Regions from separate parts of the Mus musculus genome. Here all the other regions are linked to region 4. A link is a contact called in public HiChIP or PLAC-seq and promoter capture Hi-C data. All regions are on one chromosome and are shown on one strand. The core of a region is the stretch at or near the end of the contact, and the rest is flanking DNA. Distances in the headings are between cores, read along the strand shown.

Region 1 (4,115 bases), core at 1,566-4,065, 590 kb before region 4:
CAGCTTCCTTATTTATTTATTTATTTATTTATTTATTTATACAGTCAATGTTTCTGAGTGTATCCAATCTACAATTGTTAGGGACAGATTTCAAGACCAGAGGTGACATGCAGGTACAGCACCCTACAGTTTACAGAACCTTTTCATTTTTATTTTTGCTGGCTTTTCTTTTCTTTTCTCTTCTCTCTTTTCTTTTTTTTTTTGGTTTTTCGAGACAGGGTTTCTCTGTATAGCCCTGGCAGTCCTGGAACTCACTCTGCAGATCAGGCTGGCCTCGAACTCAGAGATCCACCTGCCTCTGCCTCTGCCTCTTGAGTGCTGAGATTAGAGGCATGCACCACCACCACCACCACCAGGTAGAATTTTCCCACTTTTGAGGTCATGGGAGCTCGGGGTAGTTGAATGGCAGACAACAGAGTTTTAAGCCAAGAGGAAAGGGTCCTTGTGCCAGGGACCTGACATGTGTTCTGGGAAGTTTATGTGCCCCAGGCTCTGGGCCTGGGTGTACCATGAAGGCTAGGGACAGGCTACCAGTCACTGTCCTCCACCTGGCCCAGGCCTCTAGCTTGGCTGAGGAGCCGGTCAGGTCGTGGTGGGGCCCAGCTGGCTCTTGCTGTCCTTTCCCCAGGCAGCACAGACCTTTCTAGGTTCTGTAGTTGAGGCTGAGGGAAAGGAGAAAAATGAGCTTATTAGCATCACTTGCTTCAGGCAGCCCAGAGAAGTGACATTCAGGGTCAACTGTGATGGCCCTGGGTCCCTACTGTGAGACTTGGACAAAAGTCGCTTTCCTTCTCTGGCCCACCTCTGCACAAGGAAACTGAAAATCTCTGCCAGCCTGCCTCCAATTCCTCCTGGTGACTCTGAACACATCCTGTTTTTCTCAGGCTTGCCCTTTGCCTGTGTGGGCCCCGCTCCCTGAGTGGCCTTTCCTTGCTACATGCTGTCACAATTCTCGTTTTTCAACTTTCAGCTCTGGTACTGTGCTTAAATCACTGTCCTCATAACACAATGTTCTGTTCCCTCCCTCAGACTTCAGGAGGGCAGGGACCAGAACAACATTTCTGTTTATTGAGAAAGTGACTGTCTATGGTAGGCACTCTCTCTCTTCCTAGCCTCCCCACAAAGTATCATTACTCTGACTTGACAGGTGAGGGGACTGAGCTCAACAAGGAATGCACTTGTCCAGGGTCATAGAGGATAGGTAGCTTGTGTGTGTGCATGTGTATGTGTGTGTGTGCACACAAACCTGTATATGTTTGTGTGCATGTTTTCTAGACAGGGTCTCTCTCTGTAGCCCTGGCTGTCCTAGAACTCCCTCTGTAGATCAGGCTGGCCTCGAACTCAAGAGCTCCACCTACCTCTGCCTCCTGAGTGCTGGGTTAAAGACGAGAGCACCACTAGTTGTCCAGTTTAGCCATTGAACTTTTGAAAGAGGGTCTTCCTATGTGTCTTAGACTGGCCTCAAACTTGCTTTGCAGCTTGTTTAGGCTGACCTCAACATCTTATCATTTATTTGTTTATATGTACATGTGTTTTCCTGCATGAATTTATTCACCCCAGGTGAGTATAGTAGCTTGTAGAGGCAGAAGTAGTAGTCAGATACCCGGGAAATGTAGTTATAGGCATTTGTGAACTGCCTGATGTGGGTGCCAGGAAAGGACCGGAGTGCTCTTGCAAGAGTAGTAAGAGCTCTTACCGCTAAGCTAAGCCGTCTCGCCAGCCCCACAGCCTCAGATCTGTCCTCCCTACTGCATGCACCCCTACACTTAAGCACAGCATCTTGCAGGAGGCTTAGCAAATGAGTGTTCACCACAGTGGCTGACTGCTGATGGAAAGCATGACAGAGAGTCTGCATCACCTGGTGTGGTGGTGACAGGCCTACAAGACAGGTGCCTAGTTATAGGTAACTGTTACAATCCTGCTGCCAGGTGTCAGGGTTACAGGGAGAGCAGCTAATAACTGGTGGAGCGCATTATAGTGGTGAGCCAAGAGGTGTGAGGGAGCAGCAACACAGCCAGCCCTGGTCACACAGGCAGTGCAGACCAAGTCATCAAATTAGTCTCCTCTACCGGCTTGGGAGGTCCAGAAACCGAAACACCTTCTGTTAGTTACCTACCCATGCCCAGCCCTACTGTACAAGTACCCAGAGTCCGAGGTCCCGGCTTTTCATTTCAGACAGTCTAACAAAGTGCAAAAATAGCCTTCCTGCTTTGCTCTGTTCAGCAAGCCTCCTTCGAATGAAACGCCCACGAGCCGGGCCTGAGGAATGACCTCTTGATGATATCTTTGAGCTCTAACCATGTCCCCCCGCACCCCCCGCCCCATCTCTTCCCCTCCCTTGTCCCTCAGTCTTCCACCCCATACTTGTCCATTTTCCCTCCCCGTCTACCCCTATCTATTGTGCAAGACGGGTTGGCACACCTTCTAGGACAGGTCCGATCAAGGCTAGGGGACTTCCCCAGTGCAAGCAGCTGTGGGCGAGACTGGGGGAAGGGGGCAGGAGGAATGCTGAATTCCCACACGTCCGTCCCGGCGTCCCCTTGTAGTCCCTACATTGTCCTCGGCTTGAGGAGGGGAGAGGAGACGCTTAGGCTACAGCCCCAAGGGCTCTCCGTTTTCTGCGATACCCCCATCAGCCTTTTCTTCGCTGCTATCTGAATTTGAAGCACACCAAGCAGGTCCGTCCCGGGTCTCCTTTCTGGGGATCTTCTCTTTGTCTAAGTCTCCTCGCTGTCTGGAGGTCCCCTCCCGCCTTGGACTGGAGAGGAGGGCGTGGCTCCGACAGGGGCGTGGCCTGGCCTGGCCTGGCGGGGCGGGGCGGGGCGGGCGCCGGGGCTTGGGCGCGGGCTAGAGAGGCAGCAGCGGCCGGAGGGAGGGACGCGGTGGGGATCTCGGTGGGAGCGCAGAGAGAGCAGCCGAGGCGGCAGCGGGGCTGCGGGGCGACGGCGGCAGCGGGGCCTGCGGACTCCATGGCGCCAGCGGCGTCAGTCTGAGTAGCGGCGGGCGGATCCGGCCGCGTCTTCTCCTCGCCATGGGAGACGTACTGTCCACACACCTGGATGACGCACGGCGCCAGCACATCGCAGGTGAGCACCGCTCAGCGCCCGGCCGGCCTGGGGCTCCCCGGGCACCCCGGGCCACGCCTCCGATCTCATGGGGAGCGGTACTCGAGAGTCAAGGCCCAGGTCGGGACGAGAGCCGGCCAGACCCTTACTCTTCCTCCGAACTTGTTCTCTCTCGGTCTGGACGGCCCTTCCAGGCCCTTCTGTATGCTCCTTTCACCCTTTGAGGAGCCTGGGATCCCATTTCTCTACTGGATCCCACTGCTCCCCTTGGAGCCCAGCCTGGCCAGAACCATGCACTTACAGGCGTGGCGGAGGGGTCGCGCCCCCCATCTTTCCCAACAACGTTCCAAGCCTAACCTCTACTCTGGACTCTGCCCCACAGAGTCAGACCTTCCAGACTCCCCCCTCAGCTGCCTTGTTCCTCCTCGCCCTGGCCTCAGTCCGGGTACACGTGGCTGAAGCTTACAGGGGGATGGGCCCTTAGAGAGCCGGGGACCGAATGTGGAGAGTGGGGCTAAGGAGAGATGGGGTGCCCTTGAAGGGGCGGGTCCCTGTCTTTGGGCTTTACCTCAGCAGAGTGCTGGCACTACAGCCTAGGGGGTCTGTTTATGGCCAGAGCTGGTTCTCTCAGAGCCAGAGTTCAGTCTCTCAGTACCTCTCAGTACCTTCCTTCTGCCAGCCTTGCTCTCAGCCTGTCACTGCGCGGTGGACACTTCTCTAGAGGGAGTTGCTCCCAAGTCTGTGGAGTGCAGGATCCTGGGCTCATTGTAGGGAGTGGGAGATGGGGTGAGAATCTCAGGCTATCCCAAAACAAAGCTTGGCTGACCACAGGCAAGTCAGGCCTGGCGGTCCTGAATGTAATTTCAGCTTCTCTCCCAAGTGTGTGATCCTGAGCCAGTCTCTTTTGTTTTGGTTTTCCCAGCCAGGGTCTCACCATGTAGTTGTGGCTGTAGACCTGGCTGGCTTCGAATTCGTAGAGAGCCACTTGCCTCTGCCTTCCAAGTGCTGGGATTAAAGGCCTGGGGCACCACTGCCCTGCTTGAGCCAGTC
Region 2 (4,418 bases), core at 566-3,065, 690 kb before region 4:
AAGAGACCCTGGCTGTTATTTCCTCTCCAACTTCTTCCCTTCCAGGTGGTTCCAGAATCTGATGGTCCTGGGAGGAAGGGCTAAGCAGGTTTGACAGTGACAGGGGGTGGGGGACTTATGCCCAGCCAGTTGCTCCCTGGGGACCACTCTGACTCTCCTCTTACCAGTTTGGGGTCCAGGTGGAGGGCACGGGAGAAGAACAGCACAGACATCTCCCAGTCCTCTTGTAGGAGGCACTGATGGCCTTGGTTATAGCTGTGAGGACAGGACAGGACAGGACAGGACAGGCAGTGGATCTGGTATTGATCTGGGACCAGCCCAGGACCTTCTCAGGGCTAGAATGGGGTATGCAGGAGGGAGGGCTGAGGTAAAGAGGCTGCAAAAGCCATCAGAGCTCCACAGAGGCCAGGCTGACCTTCCTGGAGCTCTTCCAGGGCATCAGCCCCTTATCCCTCTACCCTCGCTGTTCACTGAGACCCAGAGAGGGATAGCAGCCAGCTTGCAGCTGAACCCAGTATTAATAATGGTTTTGTAGAGTAGGAACCTGGAGTTGGAGACAAAGAAGTCACTCACTACTCTCTGACTTTGGCAGGCACTGTTGATCCTATCATCCTTCGTTTTGTAGGATCTGTCATAACATAGAACACATGACTGGTCCCAAAGATGCGTCGCAGGATCTTCTCTGGGGCTTCAGGAACCTTTAGCTTTGGAGTTTTCTGGGAACGGGCACTGTGAGGCTCCTGGAACCAAGCCAGGGGCAGTAAGCTCAGAAGGCCTCAGGAACACTTCCCCCAGGAGCTTTGCCTACTGGAAGAGGTGTGAAGAGGCCTCCTGGTAGAAGGCACACCTAGTCTGGGGTTCAACAGTCCCCCAGGGCTCCAACATTTCTCTAGCCCTGCCTCTCTCCCTGTCCTGTGGTCAAGGTCAAGGAACCACTGCACCCTCTGCTCTCCTCTTGGGCTTTGTCTGCTCTCACCTTGTGCTCTAGCTGCTCATCGTTTTCAGACCCTGCTGCACAAGGTTCCTTGTGACTCCCGCCCTGGGATTCTCACACTCGTCAGGTCACATTGAGCAAGCACTTCACCTGACTTCTTCCCAGGGCTTCTCACCTCTGTGTGATCACCCTTCCCATAGTCACCAGAATCGGGGAACCTATGTCTCATCAGTCCTCAAGTTCTGTGTTTCACTCCTCAAAATCTCTCCACTTGGGCTGGGCACGGTAGTGCATACCTTTAATAACCCCGTTCTAGAGCTAGAGGCAGATGGAGTTCTCTGAGTCTATAAAACAAACAAACAAAACCCCAAAACGTTAAAACAACAACAACCCCCCCAAAAAATCTCTCTGCCCTCTCTCTCCCTTAGGACTGGGAGGCCAGTCACCCTTCTCCCCTACCACACTACAAATGATGACCTCTGACCTCTCCCAGTTCCCCTGAAGGGCTTGACTGGCTCTTCCTCAAGCCCTTCTTGCGGCCCCGACCTCTGCCTCAGCTTTCCCCTTCTCAGCCCTCACCTTGCTTCTGTCTGTCATGGCCAGGTTTCTAGGCTAACTTCTGGGCTAAGCATACTCTGAGGTTCCCTAGCTCCGTTGTTGCTAGGCACCAGGTCCACGATGTCCATAGGCCCCGCCCACTTGGCCCCGCCTCCGAGAGTCACTAGAAACTCAGCAAGGCAAGCCAAGGCCTAAGTCAAGGAAAGAACCTATGGGCAGTGCACGCCGACGCGGGCCAGGGTAGAAACTTAACGAGGTACCAGCCCTCGAGCAAAGGCCGAGCAAAGGCTGAGCCATACAGGGTGACGCGTCGCGGAGGAATGCACCCAGACACTCGCCCGGGCCCGCGATCCACCCACTTCCGCCCCGCAGAGACATGGCGGACGCCAAACCCAGCCTGGATTGGGCGTCGCTGGACATGTCGTGATGCTATTGGCTTAGGGATGCCTGACGTCAAGGGGCGGGGTCCTGGCTGTGAATGGGAGTCGGCACGTTGAAGTCCGGTCTTTTTAGTCCAGGGATGCGGCGGAGTTGGGCCTTGAGCCGGCAGGTTTCCGAGGCTCGGTTCCCCGGGAAGCGGTGGCTGGTGAGTGGGGCGTGGGTGGCTACACAGGGACGCGGGGCTTGGCTCCGCAGCTACGCTTACATTTAAGTGTATGCGTTGTATGCATGTGCCCTGTGGCTGTCAGAGGGCAACTTAGGAGAGGGTTCTTTCCACCATGTGGGTTCTGGGGATCGAACCCAGGTTGTCAGGGTTAGCAGCAACCTTACCTTCGGAACCATCTTTTCGGGATAGTTGTCCCTTTTTCTACTTAGTCAAATAGGCGCAATACTAACTGGCTCCAAACTTTTAGTTTTGCTCTTGCACCAGGGAGCGGCATCCTCTGGCTGGTGGGGCCTCCAGGAGTTCCCAGACCCTTAAGTGCTCCTTCCCAATACTGTCGCTTCTGTTTCCTGGTCAATGTTTTGGGTCCTGAGTGAGTGTTGCCTACAGGTGGCTGGCCTGGGGAACCACGGAATGCCCGGCACCCGGCACAGTGTGGGCATGGCGGTGCTGGGGCAAATAGCAAGGCGACTGGGAGTGGCGGAGAATTGGACTCGTGACTCGCGCTGTGCTGCTGACCTCGCCCTGGCCCCGCTCGGGGATGCTCAGCTGGTACTGCTCCGGCCGCGGCGCCTCATGAACGTCAACGGGCGCAGCGTAGCCCGAGCTGGTGAGTTGTAGGTTTCATGGATAAGAGGGCACAGGGACCAGAGAGAGGGTTCAATTGTGACAAGTGCCTGGTGAGCCCCAATTACTACAGTGAAGGCTTGGGGAAGCCTGTTTACATATGGGGGTTGTTGTGACCCCTCTGAGCAGATATGCAGTAACTAGAGTGTTGTTTCCCTGTGCCAAGCGGAGCTGTTTGGGCTGACTGCGGAGGAGATCTATCTGGTCCATGATGAACTGGACAAGCCGTTGGGAAAGCTGGCTCTGAAGCTGGGGGGCAGCGCAAGGTGAGGCTCTTATGTGCGTAGGTTTGGGTAGGGATGCTGGCCTCTGTTGGAGTGGAGTAAGATTGTTGAGACTATCTATCTCGATAGGCTGGGCTGCTCTGAAGAAGGCCTGGGCAAGGGAATGGAGGAAGGGCACTGCCTCAGAAAGTACTAACTGCTCTTCATATCCCCTCAAGGGGCCATAATGGAGTCCGTTCCTGCATTAGCTGTCTGAACTCCAATGTGAGTCTACCCTTCTGCCCTGCCCTGGGTGGGGGTGGCTAGCATTGACATTGTATCTCACCAATGCATCCTCATTCCCCTGGGACCCTACAGGCAATGCCAAGGCTGCTGGTGGGCATCGGGCGCCCCACACACCCTAATATGGTGGAGAACCATGTCCTGGGCTGTTTCTCCCCGGAGGAGCAGGAGCTACTGTCCCCATTGATGGATCAGGCCACTGACCTGCTCCTGGACCACATCCGTGCTCGAAGCCAGGGACCATTGTCAGGCCTCTAATACCAGTGGATATATCTACCTGTTTGACTGCCTGCCGGTGCCATGAAGCCAAGACAGGGCCACAGAACTGCAATGACACAGTGGTACCCAATGTTTATATAACTTCCCTGGGTTTCCCCAGGCTACTTGCAGATTCAAGGAGGGACTGTGGCCACATCAGTCTGTTTCTGCAGCAGCTTGGTCTCCCCGTTCGCTATTTGCGGTGTAGGAAAGGTCTAGGAAGGGTAAACTTTCTGAACCTTTTGAGAGCTCCAGATGGGTAGATCTGCAAGATTAAAGATACGAACTTGAAATTGGAAGCTTCCTGTGGGGTTAGGCACCAGTGGGTAGGGACAAGAGGGTCTGGCAAACCCTATTCCTAAGGGATCATGGGTATAATGCTTTAGCCTTTTTCCATTGGGTCATTTTCTAGGTGGGGAGGAGCAAAGAGATTCCACCATATCCCTGAGGCTACCCAACTATAGCCTGGCAGAACCAGGGACAGCTGTCAGCTTGCTGTGCCTAGGGTTCCTGGCACCCCTACCTCATTCGTGTTCTGGCAGATCCCCATTCGGGTGATATAGGAGAGGGGCCTGAGATCCTGGGGTTTGAGTGGGATGCGGACCGGACGTCGAGGCACCAGCCCAAGATCCCCTGGCTTATAGGTTGTGATGGTCGAGAGCTGCTGCAGCAGAGAAACAGCCCCTTCCTTGGATGTCTGGGTGATGCGTTGGCTGTGGAGAGGGATCCAGGGTCATCCCCTCCATCCCCACAAGAGGAAAAATATTGGAGAGCCAGGGTCTGCTGAGGCCCCCACAGGGCTATCTGCTCACCTTTCTTTGGATAGGCCCTGGGGCTGCTTGTCCTGGTGGGAACCCATGTCCGGCTGTGTTTTCAAAACCACCCCTGAGCTGAGCAATACCAGCAGTTGCTGCAGCAGCTCCTTGCGCTG
Region 3 (4,010 bases), core at 1,120-3,619, 760 kb before region 4:
CCAGGGTTACACAGAGAAACCTTGTCTCAAACCCCCCTTTTCTCCTGAGGCAAGCAACACACCTTTGGTCCGACAAATCTCAATTAGGTTCACCACATTCTCATGTTTTAGGAGCTGTAGAATCTTGATTTCCCTCAAGGCTGTGATGGGGAACTAGGGAGGAGAAAGAGGAAGTGGTCAAAATTGAGAGCACAACAGACGGAGGAACTGTGGGTGGGGTGGGGGTGTGTTTGGGGTCTATACTGAGGGACAGAGGTTGAAAGACAGGCGAGAGAATCGTTCCTGTGTGATGGTTCCTATCTGGAATCCAATTCTCGTATCAGGAGACAGAGACATCAGAACCACCAAGTTCAAGGCCAGACTGCTTAGTTGAGCTCCTGATTCAAAAAGAAGGGAGAGGGGAAGATATATCTATATTTATCTGTAGCTAGCCTTTGCAAAATATAAAATAAGTGCAAACACACACATATCTCAAGGAGCTGCTAAATGTTGCCATCTAGATAATGGTGGCCTTGAACTTGTTTATGAACCATCTTTTTTCCCCAGTCTCATAAGTGCTGGGATTATAATCACAACCCTTTACTCCAGACTGGGAATTTATTTTAGACAACCCAAATAAGGATAAACATTTTGTCACTAACACTTGTGAGTTAAGATCAAGAAATTTGTGGGGCAGTGGTGGCGCACGCCTTTAATCCCAGCACTTGGGAGGCAGAGGCAGGTGGATTTCTGAGTTCAAGGCCAGCCTAGTCTACAAAGTGAGTTCCAGGTCAGCCAGGGCTACACAGAGAAACCCTGTCTCAAAAAAACCAAAAAGATCAAGAAATTTCCTGGGAATGGAGATAGTTGAATGGTTAAGGAAACTGGCTATGGTCACGTGTGGCAGTCCAGCCCTTTATTTCCAGCAGTCAGGAAACACAGGCAGTTGATCCTCTGTGAGTCTGAGAACAGCCTGGACCAAACAGTGAGTTCCAGGACAGTTGGGGCTACAGAGAGATTTTGTGTCAAACAAAACATAGAGTCCCTGTTTCAGGGAAACACACACACCACAGCACTGGCTATCCTCCCCCAGGACCCAGGTTCAATTCCCAGCACCCACACAGTGGATCTTTTGTCCCAAATGATCCAAGGCAACCTGGCACACCTTTCTGGCTTCCTCAGGTACCCAGGTACTGGAGAATAGTGCTGTACACAGACATGCCAGAAAACAGAAGACCCTATAGACGCAAAGTAAGACAAACAGCATTTTCCTTACAAAGGCAATGCTGCTGAGGCTGATGGAAACAACACCTTTCAGAACATCACCTTAAGCTCAGCGGCCTTTTAAACGGCTTGTGCACAAATGGTCTCTTCATACAAAACAAAATTCAACGCCAAGCTAAGCTGAAAGTTTTCTAGAGTCAACCTGCACTCCATGGGAAAAGCACAGGCTCCCTCCCGTGGCTCCCACAGAACTCTGCCACTAAAGCTCAACAGTGTAAATGGAAAGCCAAATTCCTTGTTCCATGGAAAACCGAAAAACACTAGGTCGAATCTCAGCACAAAACCCTTTGAAGTAGCGGTGTGGAAACCCAGCCAGGTTAGAAGAAGGTCGGCCCAGTGGTCCATATACTCACCCCCTCCTTCTCATTCTCCATCAACACTTTCTTCAGAGCCACCTTCTGGCCCGTCTGACGGTGCTTGGCTTTAAAGACTTCCCTGCAGGCACAGAGAAAGACCCAAGGGACCCATAAGGCATTTCCGCAGGGAGTGCCCCTCCCCCGCGCGAAGGGGAGCAGCAGGAGCCCAGACCCACGGCGGGCGGGGTGCGGCCTCGGATCCGGGACGCGGTCATTCCACACCGCGTGTCTTCCGTCCTCCTCCCGGCCTCTGCTTACTCCTACTCAGCCCCTACTCCTCCCCTAGAGGTGGCCGCTCACATTCGGAGTGGCTCTCAGCAACCCTACCCAACCCCCATCACGGGCCCCAGGCTCCTCCCCGCCAGTCGGCTCGGTTGGGCCGGGAACGTCTGCGCCGCGGCCGAGCAAGACCGGGCAACAGCCACGAAAACAGAAGCTTCCGGACCACCTCGGCCCGGGCTCTGGGCGACCCGACGTCGGCCCTGGAAAGTGCAGGTCCCGGGCTCGCGGTCCCACGCGGCCTAATCTTACCCGAATGTGCCTTGGCCGATCTTGGCAAGTTTCTCGTACTTGGTGACCTCATCGCAGAACGGGCATTCCACCGAGTCGTACTGCTTGGCCATGGCCACCTCCAGCGCGCCTCCGCCGCCGCCGCCGCCGCCGCCCCCAGCCGCAGCTCCCGCCGCTCCCGGTCCCGCCACACTCCAGGCCCCTCCGCGGCCGCGCCACTTCCGCCTCCACGGCCACTTCCGGCCTCGAGGTGCCGAGCCCGCCTCTTCCGGTCTCCGCCCGCCGCCAGGCCCCCTGGGACTTGTAGTTCCCGGGAGGCCAGGGGGAGCCGGAGCTGCAGAGGAGCCTCCGCCGCCGCCACTGCCCCCGCCTCCGCCGCCGCCGCCAGCGCTGTTGGCGGCCCCGATCGGGGGCGCAGGAAGCCGTGGCGCTGGGGCTGGGGCTCGCGGCGGTGCGTCCCGCTGCATTGGCCCGGGCCGTGCTGCTGCCGAAGCTGCTGCCGCTCTGGCTCCCGATCCGGGGCCAGCCGCAGTGCCCTGCTCCTCCTCCTCCGACGGCGCCGCCTCCGCCGGGCTGCGCGGGGCGGCGGGTGGTGGTGGGGGGAAGGCCTGGGGGCGGAGGCTCCCTGGCCAAGCCCGGCCCGGGGCGGCAGGGCAAGGGGGCGAGATAGGCAGAGCAGACGAGGAGGCGGCCCGAAAGCCCGGGAGGGGGCGCGTTATAAAGGGGGAGGTGCCCGTCCTGGCCTCCCCTCCCCCTCCGCCCACCCCCTCCCTCCTCCTCCCACCCTTCGCAGCCGCACCTGCCGCCGCCGCCTCCCGCCCTCCCGCTCCCAGTCCAGCGTCCGCCCTCGGCGCGTCACTGCTCGCAGCCCCTCCTCTGCCTTTGGAGGTGGGGCTCCGCACTAGACACCTGCCTGCGGCTCCCTCCTGCGTGCCTCAGTTTATCCCCCGAATGCCAGCTGCTACAGAATGGCCCTTCTTCCAGGACCGGGAGTGTGCTCCCGGTGAGGCGAAGGCAGGAGGTGCCGTGGGAGCGGCCTTGAGGCCAGGGGAAGAGAGAACTGCCCCCGCTGCCGCCTCCGTCGTCTCAGCCACCCGCCGTTGACATGGCAACTGACGGCCGCCAGGGGGCGCGGCGACACTGTGGGCGGTGAGCGATCAACGCTCAGGCCTAAACCCTTGGATCTTGTGTTGTCAGGATGGATCTACTACAACCTTCCTTCACAGAGCCGCGCCAAAGCTGGTCTGTCCAGAGTCAATCATCCCCAAAACTGTTAACATTGAGCCGGCACTCCTGATGCTTTTGAAATGGGCGTGAGCCGGGCCTTGATGGCGCACGCCTTTAATCCCAGCACTTGGCAGAGGCAGATGGATTTCTGAGTTCCAGGCCAGCCTGGTCTACAGAGCCAGTTCCAGGACAGCCAGGAAAAACAACAATAACACAGAGAGACAGAGAGGAGAGTCTGAAGTCTGTTCTGTCTTCCTCTACTGTCTTGAAATTCTGAGCTGATCATGGCCGATTTTTCCAGCGTTTACCTCCTGGTCTGTGGTCCTACAAGCTCCCTTCTGTTTCAGTTTCCCAATCCCTCCTGTCTTCAGAGTTGCCACCCCACTCTCCAGGGTCAGCTGCAGGCTTCCCGTTTGCTTCCCCCTCTTGTTTGATGGAGACAAGTCGTGGCTGGTCTGGTGCTCACACAGTAGTCTAGGCTGACCTTTGAACTCCAGGCATCCCTCCCAACTCACCGTATCACTGTGTCCAGCAGTGCTTTCCAGGTTTATCCCACATTGTCTGGGCTTGAAGATTCTTGGAAGGAGGACTGGTTTCGGGGACCCTGGAGCCCCAGAGTACCTACTATGAGAAGGGTCCTGGCAGCAAGATTTT
Region 4 (4,008 bases), core at 385-2,884:
AAAGGCCTAGCCTGTGAAAAAAGACCAGAACACTTTCTACTCTAATAAGGAGTATCTTTCCAGTTTTACAAGCTCTTGGCATGTCAAAGGTAATGTGTTTCTCAAGCTGCCCCTCAGTAGATCTCTGCACTGACTCCAGAGGGGCCGGGAGGGAGGGGAAAACTGCTGCTACAAGATTGAAAGGAACTCCACATCAGCTGAACCTGCTGCTGGGAAGGGCTTGGCTTGCATTGCTACAAAGGATTCAACTAAATGTTGCAAACCAGAGTTAGTTATGTAGCATTCACACTGTTGTGCACAAACCATTTCTAGAACGTTCTTTCCATCTCTTAAAACTCTGTATCCACTGAGGCAGCCTACTTGACTCAGGCACTTGATAAAATATGTTTCATCTCCTGTCTATTCCAGATACACTCCACTCCAAAAGTTTCAGTGTTCCTCCCTATGGTGTCTCTGTCTCAGACAATACTTTGGAAACAAGCAGGGAATGGATTCCTATTAGGTTTCTAAGTTCTTCAGTAAACTGCTCCTAGAACTCTGCTACTGTGCTAAGTTAAGGGTCTCAGAGGCAGATGGAAGTCTAGTCCTTCCTAAGCCTGTAGATGCTGGCCTGGTTAAACAGAGCAGCTCCAAACAGCCCTGGAGGCCACCCAGGGTTTCTGGAAAGAGCAAAGAGTTGTGGAGACCTGCGCAAACCACTGCCTAGATCCTGAGATGGGCCTTCACCGTGAAAGCAGTAGCTCCTGACACTTTATTAGGTTTGGTGACACTTGTCAGAACTGAGACCAGACTGTGATCGGGCCACTGGTAATGGTGCCCGGCCAGGGGAGTTTTACAGGGTCATGAGTCACCTTCCATGGCTCAGAGGTCCAGGCAAGGCCCGCCCTGCCTAAACAAACTCAGTTGGGAAGGAGAGAACAAGAACACAACATTGGCAGAGAGAGAGAGAGAGAGAGAGAGAGAGAGAGAGAGAGAGAGACAGACACACACACACACACACAGAGAGACAGACAGACAAATGACCAAGAAGTCAGTGTGACTTTCGGGCCCTGAACCAGAGGGCGGCCCGAGGGGGCAGAAGCAGAGTCAAAAAACACTGAGGCAAGGGAGGAGACAGAGGTAAAGACAAAGTCCAAAGGTTGTCACCACCAAAGATGCAAAGTATAAACTCCAGCTGACAAGAGGCCAGGTGAGGACAAAACAGGTGACAACGGTCTGACAAAGAGGCGAAACTCAGGGCAGCGAGGTTCTCCTTCGCGGCGTCGGTTCGTGCGTGGGTGGCTCGACCCGGAGGTCGCCCCGGGGGCGGATTCTCCAAGAGCTCCAGGCGGCGGTGCACCTGCCGCGGGGTGACCTTGGCCAAGAGGTCGCCCGGGAGGCCGCAGGACTCTAAGCCGGGGCGCCGGGGCTTCGGAGTCACTCGCGCCGTCCCGCATCACCGCCGTCGGAGGGAGAGCAGTGTCCCGTGTCGCGGCCACTCGTGACCCCGACCGCGACCTCCCGCGCGAGCGCCCAGCCTCCCCGCCCCGCAGTACCTTCAGACGGCTCCGCGCCCGTAGCTCCAGCCTACCGGAGCGTCCCCGTTGCCGTACCAAGGCCTTATTCTCCGCCGCCACCGCGGGGACAACTTCCGCCCGAGCCTCTCGTCCCTCGGATACGCTTTCTGATCCCGCCCTCGAAATTGCCAGTGCTTCCGGAGGCGTGTCGTCGACGCTGGGATGTGCGCATGCTCCAGGCGTGCTTTCGGGGCGGGTCTTCAGGAGAGCACGCGCAGGGTACTGGCGTCTGCGCAATGGTCTCGAAGAGTGAGATAATTTCGAGTTCGTAGCTCTGGAAGCCTTAGTGGAAGACTGACTCTTGCAATTTATACGCTCACCCCACCACCACCACCACCACCAAAAAAAAAAAAAAAAAAAAAAAGTAATAACATTTCAAGATGGCTTTAAGTTGGACTTAAATCCACTCGTACCTGCACCTGCTGAGTATCAGGATTGCAAGGATGTGTTCCCCATAGTTGGTGTAGGGTGGATACACAAGCTGGACCCGACACACATTTGTGTCTTAGGTCAGTTTCCCAGGTGTGCGCCTACTTCTTTTTTGTTTTTTTGTTTGTTTTGTTTTGTTTTCTTTCTCTCTCTCTCTCTTTTTTTTTTTTTTTTTGGTTTTTTCGAGACAGGGTTTCTCTGTATAGCTCTGGCTGTCCTGGAGCTCACTTTGTAGACCAGGCTGGCCTTGAACTCAGAAATCCGCCTGCCTCTGCCTCTGCCTCTGCCTCTGCCTCTGCCTCCCAAGTACTGGGATTAAAGGCTTGCGCCACCACCGCCCAGCTTGCACGCCTACTTCTTGGTTGGGCTCTGGAACTCAGCCGTATTTAGAGAGGAGGTTGGGACTCCCCGAGAGAATTATTCAAAGAAATTCTGGGAGGGCTGGAAAAATGGCTCAATAGTTAAGACTACTCATTTCTCTTCCAGGGGACCTGTGTTCAATTTCAAGCACCCAACTGGTGGCACACAGCCTCCCTAACTCCAGTTCCAGGTTATCTGTCTCCCTCTTCCGGCCTCCACTGACACCAGGCAGGCAAACAGTACCCAGACTTGTGTGCAGGCAAAACACACATACACATTAAAAAAAAAAATTTTTTTTTAGAAGTTCGGGGAAACAAAACGAAAGAAAACAAATACTGAAGCACAGAACTGGGAACAGGTGCGGAACATCTTGCTAGGGGAAAAAACGTGGGGATTAAGGGAATGGCTCAGTTGGTAAATCCTTTACAAAGCATTGCAACTTAAGGACCTGAATTCACTCCCAGAACCATATAAAAATAGCAGGTGTGGTGGCAGGATTTTAACGCCAGTGCTGTGGAGGCAGGGATCAGTGAGTTTCAGAATAACAGAGAACCTGCCTAAAAGGAGTGGCTGGCACTAGGGGTTTTCCTTTGACCAGCACAACCACATCTGCATGAACACACATACAAATACACATGCATATAAAAAAGAAAAAATTGGGGCTGGGGTTGGGGTCGGAGAGATGCCTCAGAGGTTAAGAGCACTGGCTGTTCTTCCAGAGGTCCTGAGTTCATTTCCCAGAACCCACATGGTGGCTCACAACCATCCATACTGGGATATGATGTCTTCTTCTGCATGCAGGCGTACAAGCCGATAGAGCACTCCTATACGTAAAATAAATAAATCTTTAAAAAAATGGAGATGGGTTGGAGGCTAAGCCGACTTGGGTGACATAGGCAATTCTGGGTCAACCTGAACTGTGCAATGAGGTCTTGTCTCAAAGAAGCAAAACAGTAAAACCCAACACATCTGACGGTAAAGCCATGAAGAATCAGGGCAGCTGCTCGGCATCATCTGAACGCTACAGTCCATCTCAGTCTTCTTGCTTTGCCTGCCTTAGTCCTTTTTGAAAAAAGTGGTGTATCATTTAAGGAGTTTATTCAACTCAACACTCCAAAATGCTTTCTCCTAATCCTCCTGCAGTGACCTCTATGTGTTCATTCTCTTTGTCCACTTGTGGCAAGAAGTTGATCACAGGCTATGCCTATCCGGAGCTAGTATCTCGCCGGCAAGAATTCACTCGGACAACCGGATTCTTCTATGGCAAATCTTTATTGCTTCATCTGAAGGAAGACCCCGAACAAGGAAAATGGTGCTGCTTATATACCCCTCCGTGTGACGTGTCAGCTCCTGATTAGCTGCTCACTCATCACCCCATGCCTGGCTGGAAGTCAAGTGTCTTAATTGGGTAGAAAAGGGGATGGAACACTTATCCTTGAACCTGATTAAAAGATATTTTTTGGCTAGGCATGGTGGCGCACGCCTTTAATCCCAGCACTTGGGAGGCAGAGGCAGACAGATTTCTGAGTTCGAGGCCAGCCTGGTCTACAAAGTGAGTTCCAGGACAGCCAGGGCTATACAGAGAAACCCTGTCTCAAAAAAACAAAAAAAAAAAAAAAAGAAAAAAAAAAGAAAAAAAGAAAAAATTTTTTTGTTTACTATT

Evidence for each region. Promoter capture Hi-C pulls out the DNA fragments that hold promoters and counts their contacts. HiChIP or PLAC-seq counts read pairs in DNA pulled down with a chosen protein or histone mark.
Region 1: a contact with region 4 is called in a promoter capture Hi-C map of pre-B cells, with 3 times the contacts expected there. The contact joins the promoter of Niban2 here to the promoter of Zbtb43 in region 4. A contact is called at or near these places in 1 of 39 promoter capture datasets (pre-B cells) and 2 of 115 datasets of contacts at active chromatin or transcription factors (embryonic stem cells and pancreatic cancer cells).
Region 2: a contact with region 4 is called in a promoter capture Hi-C map of liver, with 2.5 times the contacts expected there. The contact joins the promoter of Ttc16 here to the promoter of Zbtb43 in region 4. A contact is called at or near these places in 6 of 39 promoter capture datasets (cranial neural crest, fetal liver, liver and 2 more), 1 of 484 Hi-C or Micro-C datasets (embryonic stem cells) and 1 of 115 datasets of contacts at active chromatin or transcription factors (embryonic stem cells).
Region 3: an H3K4me3 HiChIP or PLAC-seq map of bone marrow-derived macrophages shows a contact between it and region 4, with 6 times the contacts expected there. The contact joins the promoter of Cdk9 here to the promoter of Zbtb43 in region 4. A contact is called at or near these places in 1 of 39 promoter capture datasets (pre-B cells) and 1 of 115 datasets of contacts at active chromatin or transcription factors (bone marrow-derived macrophages).

What each region holds. Positions count from the first base shown.
Region 1 is chr2:32,873,319-32,877,433 of GRCm38.p6, forward strand. Niban2 (niban apoptosis regulator 2) reads left to right here and starts at 2,816. Exons shown (of 14, transcript NM_146119.2): 1 at 2,816-3,086. The coding sequence starts at 3,032. It overlaps Gm13523 (a long non-coding RNA gene), which reads right to left. Exons shown (of 3, transcript XR_003954026.1): 3 at 117-662.
Region 2 is chr2:32,773,818-32,778,235 of GRCm38.p6, forward strand. It overlaps Ttc16 (tetratricopeptide repeat domain 16), which reads right to left and starts at 1,816. Exons shown (of 15, transcript NM_177384.3): 1 at 1,514-1,816; 2 at 1,231-1,278; 3 at 574-740; 4 at 165-255. The coding sequence starts at 1,531. It overlaps Ptrh1 (peptidyl-tRNA hydrolase 1 homolog), which reads left to right and starts at 2,004. Exons shown (of 5, transcript NM_178595.3): 1 at 2,004-2,078; 2 at 2,487-2,706; 3 at 2,890-2,989; 4 at 3,166-3,211; 5 at 3,305-3,776. The coding sequence starts at 2,013. The coding sequence ends at 3,487. Cfap157 (cilia and flagella associated protein 157) reads right to left here. Exons shown (of 9, transcript NM_025619.1): 7 at 4,300-4,418; 8 at 4,011-4,200; 9 at 3,596-3,752. The coding sequence ends at 3,681.
Region 3 is chr2:32,710,415-32,714,424 of GRCm38.p6, forward strand. Cdk9 (cyclin-dependent kinase 9 (CDC2-related kinase)) reads right to left here and starts at 2,370. Exons shown (of 7, transcript NM_130860.3): 1 at 2,151-2,370; 2 at 1,617-1,698; 3 at 63-153. The coding sequence starts at 2,242. It overlaps Mir2861 (microRNA 2861), which reads right to left and starts at 2,474; the gene lies at 2,393-2,474. It overlaps Mir3960 (microRNA 3960), which reads right to left and starts at 2,558; the gene lies at 2,486-2,558. Gm33457 (a long non-coding RNA gene) reads left to right here and starts at 2,896. Exons shown (of 2, transcript XR_001783272.2): 1 at 2,896-4,010.
Region 4 is chr2:33,466,898-33,470,905 of GRCm38.p6, forward strand. Zbtb43 (zinc finger and BTB domain containing 43) reads right to left here and starts at 1,635. Exons shown (of 3, transcript NM_001025594.1): 1 at 1,536-1,635.